2 separate regions of the Mus musculus genome follow, and region 2 is linked to region 1. The links are chromatin contacts, called in public HiChIP or PLAC-seq maps. All regions are on one chromosome and are shown on one strand. The core of a region is the stretch at or near the end of the contact, and the rest is flanking DNA. Distances in the headings are between cores, read along the strand shown. Region 1 holds the start of Tmem8b (transmembrane protein 8B). Region 2 holds the start of Fancg (Fanconi anemia, complementation group G).

What was found. HiChIP or PLAC-seq counts read pairs in DNA pulled down with a chosen protein or histone mark.
Region 2: a contact with region 1 is called in an H3K4me3 HiChIP or PLAC-seq map of bone marrow-derived macrophages, with 6 times the contacts expected there. The contact joins the promoter of Fancg here to the promoter of Tmem8b in region 1. A contact is called at or near these places in 1 of 39 promoter capture datasets (embryonic stem cells), 1 of 115 datasets of contacts at active chromatin or transcription factors (bone marrow-derived macrophages) and 3 of 9 other capture datasets (adipose tissue, liver and macrophages).

Annotation. Positions count from the first base shown.
Region 1 is chr4:43,667,039-43,670,642 of GRCm38.p6, forward strand. Tmem8b (transmembrane protein 8B) reads left to right here and starts at 2,269. Exons shown (of 13, transcript NM_001368840.1): 1 at 2,269-2,996. The coding sequence starts at 2,468. It overlaps Fam221b (family with sequence similarity 221, member B), which reads right to left and starts at 1,821. Exons shown (of 7, transcript NM_175517.3): 1 at 1,556-1,821.
Region 2 is chr4:43,008,823-43,012,317 of GRCm38.p6, forward strand. It overlaps Fancg (Fanconi anemia, complementation group G), which reads right to left and starts at 1,479. Exons shown (of 14, transcript NM_053081.2): 1 at 1,180-1,479; 2 at 885-978; 3 at 326-457; 4 at 1-91. The coding sequence starts at 1,275.

The DNA.
Region 1 (3,604 bases), core at 1,019-3,518:
AGAACACACAGCTGTTGTCCAGGGATACCAGCCTCCTTCCTTAATCTCATTTATGTGCAAGGCTTCAACTACTTCCAGCTACATGCTGTGTCCACTTGTGCTCCCCTCTTTTTCTTTTGAAGGCCTTGTAGCCCAGGCTCTTTCTGAACGCCTTATAGGACTCCTGCCTCGGCCTTGTGAGGATGACATTATAAAGGTGCATCACCGTGCCTGGCTACCTCTGGCTTCTAAATCTGCATCTCTAACTCAGATCTCGTTATTCCCTTGTGCTTTAGGTGCGCATGCCTGGTCTTTCCCAGGGAAGTCCCACTCCCTTCAAACCTGGAAATACATGTCTTACCCTAGTCTTCTGTAGTGCCATCTGCAACTAGCACCACTCTTAATCTTCCAAACACGCCCCAATTGTATCTCTTTCTCACTGCTCCCTTCAATTTGTTCATGTCCTCATTATCTTCTGCCTGGCGGTACAGTACCATTGGCTCTCCACTACCACCTCTGCATATCCACCCACTCAACCTTACACTTAGGACATATTTTATAAACATCCCAAACTAACACTTTACTCAGGCACCATGTATGCATCTGGGACCAGATGAGCTTGAGAGGCAATGCAGCACACAGGAGCAGAATGGATGGCTTGTCTCCAGGATGCTGTGAAGAGGGAGGGTGCTAGATTCACCCTAGAAAGATCCAGGAGGGAAGCTCTTTCCTCCTCCAGCAAGACCTTTTGAACACACACAACCTTCTGAACCAGCCTAATGGATGACATCCAAGTTTCTTGGCCCTGACTGGCAAGGTCTGTTGTCACCACCTCAGACCCTTTCAGGTGCTAAGGAATGAACTGGAGGCTTTTATATGCTGGCAAGTGCTCTATCATGGAGCTACACCCAAAAACCCTTGGTATTTTGAGACAGGGTCTCACTATAGGCCTGGCTGGCCTAGAATTTGGACCAAGCTGGCTTTAAACTGGCAATAATTCTCCTGCCTCTACTTCCCAGGTACTGAAATTACAGGCCAGTGCCACCACTCGGGCTTCCAACACAGACCCTGTCATCTGTACAAGTCTATCATCATTTGTAAGAGCTACTTAAGGATTCACGTGTTTCTCTGATCTGTAGTGTGTCCCGTGTCTCAGAGACAGTATTAGCTACCTTGAGATATTGCATCTTAAGCTCATTAGAGCGATCTCTCAGCAGAAGACCTGGGTTTAATTCTCAACATGGCTGCTCACGACCGCCCGTAATTCTAGTCCCAAGGGCTCTGACCCTCTCTTCCAGCCTCCACAGACACTGTACTCATGTGGTGTACAAATATACACGCAGGCAAACACACCCATACACATAAAATAAAATTAAAGGTTTGTTTTTTAAAAAAGTAATTACTTTCCCTGGGGTCTTTCTACAGGGCAAACTAGCAAAGGGGCAGAGGGAGGATGACGAGAAAGTGGGTGAGAACGCGGACAAAAAGTAGAGGACGAGCGGGGAAGGACAGATGGTATTAGGAAAAGTGGCAGGGTAAAGGGCTGGGGTGGAGGGCTGTTTGAAAAACTACCTACCTCTCTGCTTGGGCTTGGTGATCCCAAGTCCTTAGGTCAGGATCTTTACCTGGGTTGGAGGGGGAAGTATTGATTCTGACCTACGGAATGGTTTTGCTGTTGATGAGCCAGGCTGTAGGTGCTAACTGAGAGGCCTTGTTAAGTTTGTTTGGGAAGGCGTAGGCACCTGCAGACCTTAGCAAAGGGACTCTGGCCCCAGTTGATAAAGGCAGTAAAGGGAAGGAAGAAGAGAGGTCCAGGGCCAATGAAGGATGCGCTCTAGAACCCAGGACAGGCTTCGATCCCCAGGGCAACAGAAATGCCAAGTAGTCTCCAGGGCAACAGAAGTCTTCTCGTCATCTCCGGGCGTGGGTGAGGTTTCCTGAGAGGGCTGCTTTGGATCTAGTTGGGATCAGAGTTGAGTGAGTCTCTCTGTAGGCTGTGCAGACCTAGGAATGGGAGGAACACGGCCCGAGAGGAGCCTGGTTTTGTGAATTTCTGGAAGGTTTCTGTACAGTATGTGAGCCGCGTTCACTGGGAGATGTGGACCTGAGAGGTGACCCAGGGCCGGGCGGTGAGGCTTGAGACAGAGGCTCTAAGGTAGGCAGCGCAGCAGGCTTCAGTTAGAGGCCAATAGAATTGGGTAGGGGCGGGCTTTGCTGAGAGCGGCCAATCGCATGGGGCGCGGGGCGGAGCGTCAGGCGAGCGTCACGCCGCGGCCGCCGCGGGGCCTGGTTAACGCCGGTTCAGCGCAGCCCGGAGTCGCCCAGGCCTGAACTCCTCCCCAGGTCCCGGCCCCGGCCCCGGCCCCGGCCCCAGCCCCGAGCCCGCGAGGACGCCAGAGGCCACCCCCCGGGGGTGGGGAGCGGAGCCGCGGGTCAGCTCTACGAGCGTCCCGTGCTGGCCTGGCCGGCCCCGCCCCCGCCCCGGGCCATGGCCCAGCCCTTGTCCCGGCCCCTCATCCTATCCCAATTTCAGCCTTGGCCTCCGGCCACGCCCTCGCCCCGCTTCCCAAACCTGTCCAGGCCCCGGCCGGTGTCCCAGCGAATGTCCAGGTCCAGGTCCCCGCTTCAACCCCGGTCCCTGCCCCCAGCCTGGCCGCTATCTCCGCCTCGGCCCTTGTTCCACCCCTTGTCACAATTCCCAGCCCAGCATCTGACCCTGTCCCATTCCCCGCGTTTGCTTAAGCCCCTGGCCCAGCCACAGCCCTTGCTTCAATCTCCATCACACCCACTCCTTCCATCACACCTTCTGCCCTTGTTTGAGCCCCGGTGCTCAGTTCAGCGCCACCCAAAAAAAGCCCAGTCTTTGCCCCCATCTCTATGTTTGCCCAAGTCTCTTCCACTGGGTCCCCGCCTCTCTCATACTCTACCCCTCTCCCAGCCTCGACTCAGGTCTGGGCTCCAGCTGCCACCAGCCCTATTGCTGCTGTTGCTGTTTTCTGTCCTTGGTCCAGGGGCTGGTGAGTGGAGAAGCGGAAAGGATTGAGACCGGATGGGGTTCCAGGGAGGGATAGCTTGGAAAGAGTCGGGAGAGGTGGGACTTGGTGAGCTCGGTCACTGGGGGAAGAAATGTGTGTGTGTTGGAGGGGAAGAGCAAGAAGGGGGCTTACACAAGAGATGGATTTGCAGCCTTTAAGAGTGGTGAGGCAGGGACTCTCAGGTAGTTCAGCAGGTTGCTAATAGTCCTCAAGAGATGGAGATCTCCTTTCCCGGTGTCCATCCTGACTCCTTGAGTCTGGCTTACCCTGGGAAGTCTTGGGGACTTTGCTCCTTTTGTTTCCAAAGTTTTATGGAGAGGACATAGTAAAAGCTTTTATTGTAACCTGAGATATGGAGACACTGTAGCCTAAAACTTTGAGATAACAAACACGCATTAAAAGAAAAAAGGGCTGAAAAGCAGTTTTGAAGACAATATGTTGCATTATATAGATGGACATGGGTTATTTACTCTTTCTTCTTGTGCTGGGTCTTTCCCTAAGCAATCATAGCTGGGCTAAGGATAGTTTTTGATACGTTTAAAGCATGACTGAACCTCAGCACAATTCTGCAGATGAGGAAACTGAGGCTC
Region 2 (3,495 bases), core at 229-2,728, 660 kb before region 1:
GGTGGAAGGGAGGAAGCAGAGAGGACAGAGTGCCACAGCTCCTTGAGTCCCTGCTGTGACTTGGGCTCCAGGTGATGCTGGGCCTCCAGCACTGTAAAGCACAAACACACACACATACACACACACACCCATCTCTCATCTCCCTATACTCTCTGGGTTTTCCTTTCTGAAAGAGCCCAAAGACTACAATAATACACCTGCCTAGTCTGAGGAACATACAGAGGATTAGAAAAGAACATCTGTCTCCGTGGACAGATGTTCCTCTCACCCCCCAGCCTCATCCCTAAATCCAAACTGAAACTACCAGGAGCAGAGGAGACCTTACCTCTTTCGAGGCCCCTTTGAAGATCCTGGGTAAGATCTTCAGTGAAAGCCTGGACTAGGCTAGCCCTCAGGATTATACAATTACAGAGGACAGTCAGCTCCAAGGGGAGAGCGGGGACAGCAGCAGGGAGTCCTGGAGCGACAGGATGCTGGTCTCACAGGCTGTCCCATGAAACACAGCCCAAATGGTTTCCAACCCAGAGACCAACCCCACTCCAACCAAGGCTTCAAGAAGGAATTCAGTTTTTGCTCAGACAACTTTGGAAAGAGCAGGAAGTTCTCTAAATCTCCTGAAAATCACCTCTTCAAATGTTCCTGTGTGTGTGTGTGTGTGTGTGTGTGTGTGTGTGTGTGTGTGTGTGTGTGTGTGAAAAGAAGAAGGAATTAAGCTACTGAAAGACAATCCCACCCAGTCTCTTCTGGGCTTTACGCAGGACTCCATAAGCCCTAGGAAAATCACCTCAATCCTAGAACCTCGTAAAAGAAGCTCATCTTTGAATGCTGGTGATTTGCGGGGTGGTCTGAGGGGGGAACTGAACCTTCTGGAAGGTCGTTCTTACCTTGTAGAGTGAGGAGGAGTTCCCTAAGCCCTTCCAGTGTGTCTTGGGCCGATTGCTGTCGCCTCAGAGAGGGACGAGAATCCCTGGTGAGTTGCTGAAATTATGTAGGGAGGCATTAAGGATCAGTCTTTCTCCCTTGTAACAGAGACAGGGAGGGACACATATTCCTGTCACTTCTGTTTCTAAGGACGGAGGTCAAGCTCTGTTCCTTCCCCCTAGACTAGGGTGAGATCATTACAAAGCCGCTTTCTGACATCTTGAGGGTACAAGGTGAGAGTCCCAGCAACCACATTACCTTAGCCTGTCTAACAAGCTGGTCGTTCTTTTCCCTCCACAGGTCCAGGCTACTGGAAAATGTTTTGGGGAGGGCTGGAATGACCTGGCTGGACATTGTCGCCGAGGTAGATCACTGTTACCCGAAGGGGTCTTTTCATGGGTGGAGGCTGGTCCCACCGGTGTCTTCACCCTAACCGCAAGAAGCCACTTCTGCACCCCACCGGACTCCCCCCGGGTCGCAGCCGGGCTTGCTCTCCCTGACCAGAAACCCACCTCTCAGTCCCCGCCACCACCCACCGCGCCTGTGGTTGGCCAAGCTGCAACACTCTCGGCCGCGGTTGGTTGTCTTCAAGAGACGGTTCCGCGGGAAACTGAAAAGAAACCCGGAACAAGGAGGCGGGGAGACAGGAGGCCAGCCACATGCCAAGGACGAACTGCTGGGTCTGCAGGGCCTCCGCGGGGGTCAGAGTGTTGAGGCTAGTTTAGGAGGAGTGGGTCTTGGCACCAGTCTCTGGCGGCGCTCTGCCTTAGAACCAACGGCAGTCCAGGTTTCCCCGCTCCGTGGCTGGAAGACGGACCGCGCGGTGTTTGCTGGGAGTTGTAGTACTGTGGAGAACGCCCAAGAAAAGATTCCTCATCACCCATCCCTACCCCCACCCAACCCCCCAACCCCGGAAGAAAATGTCTCCCGAAAACTAAGGACAGGAGACTGAAGCCCTTGGTAATCTCATCCTTTCTCTTTGAGAAAAACAAAAAAACAAAAAACGCGGAGAATCGGACATTCCTACGCAGAAAGGAAGGAGAAAAAAAGTACTTGACACTATGTATATGGTAGCAGCAACTCAAAACACTTCACAAAAGACATACAAGAGCCCCAAATAAAGCTGGGCGTGGTGGCACACGCCTTTAATCCCAGCACTGGGGAGACAAAGGCAGGCAGATTTCTGAGCCTGGTCTACAAAGTGAGTTCTTGGACAGTCAGGGCTATACAGAGAAACCCTGTCTAGAAAAAGAAAAAAAAAAGAGCCCCAAATAAAAAGCTTAGAAAACAAGAAATCACTTTCACAGGTTTAACAAGATTTGCTTTTGCCTTGTTGTTATCATTTTTGAAGGCTTGTTTTTATTTTGTGTTTTTTAAAATTACGTTTATGCGTCTGTTTATGGGTAGGTACATGTGAGTGCATGCAGGACTGATGGGCAGAGATGCCCAATGCCCTGGATTTGAATTTTAGTCCTTAGCCACCTGACATGGGCACTGGGAACCAACCTTGAACACAGGCCTGAGGGCCTGCACGAGCACTAAGTACTCTTAAGACGAGCCGTCTGTACAGCCCGATGATATTTTTGAGAGTTTCACTGTGTAATCCTGGCTGGCCTGGTACTGGCTTTGCAACCTCCACCTGATGGTGATCCTCCTGCCTGAGCCTCTCAAGTGCTAGAATTACAGGTGTGCACCATCTTATCCAGCAGGCAATGAGAGTTTTGTTGTTGTTGTTGTTGTTGTTGTTGTTTCTTTTTTGGGTGGAGGTGCGGGGGGGGGGGGGTGCAGTGGTGGTGGTTGTTGTGTTCTTTTTCTTTTCCAGAGAGGCTTTCTCTGTGTAGCCCTGATGCCCTGGAACACCCTCTGTACACCAGGCTGGCCTCAAACTCACAGAGATTAGCCTGTCTCTGCCTCTCAAGTGCTGGAGTTAAAGGTGTACACTGCCTCGACCATACGTGGCAACGTTCACCATTCTTATTTTTTATTTTTTTAAAGACTCATTTATTTACAGTGTTCTTCTTCTACCTACATGTATGCTTGCAAGCCAGAAGAGGGCACCAGATCTCATTACAGATGGTTGTGGAACACCATGTGGTTGCTGGGAATTGAACCCAGGACTTCTGGAAAAGCAGTCAGTGCTCTTTTTTTTTTTTTTTTTTTTTTAGATTTATTTATTTATTATATGTAAGTACACTGTAGCTGTCTTCAGACACACCAGAAGAGGGCGCCAGATCTCATTACAGATGGTTGTAAGCCACCATGTGGTTGCTGGGACTCGAACTCAGGACCTCTGGAAGAGCAGTCAGTGCTCTTAACCTCTGAGCCATCTCTCCAGTTCACTCATTTTTCATTTTTATTTATTGTTCATGAGAATTAATTTATTTAATGGCTGGTGGGATGACTCAGCGGGTAAGAGTATTCATTGCTCTTGTGAAGGATATAGATTTAATTCCCAGCACCCACATGTTGGTTTACTACCATTGCAAACTGCAATACCAGGGGATTTGATTCCAGGCTGGGAGTAATAGTGCATGCCTCTAATTGCAGCAGGGTGACAGGCCTGTAGACCAAAAC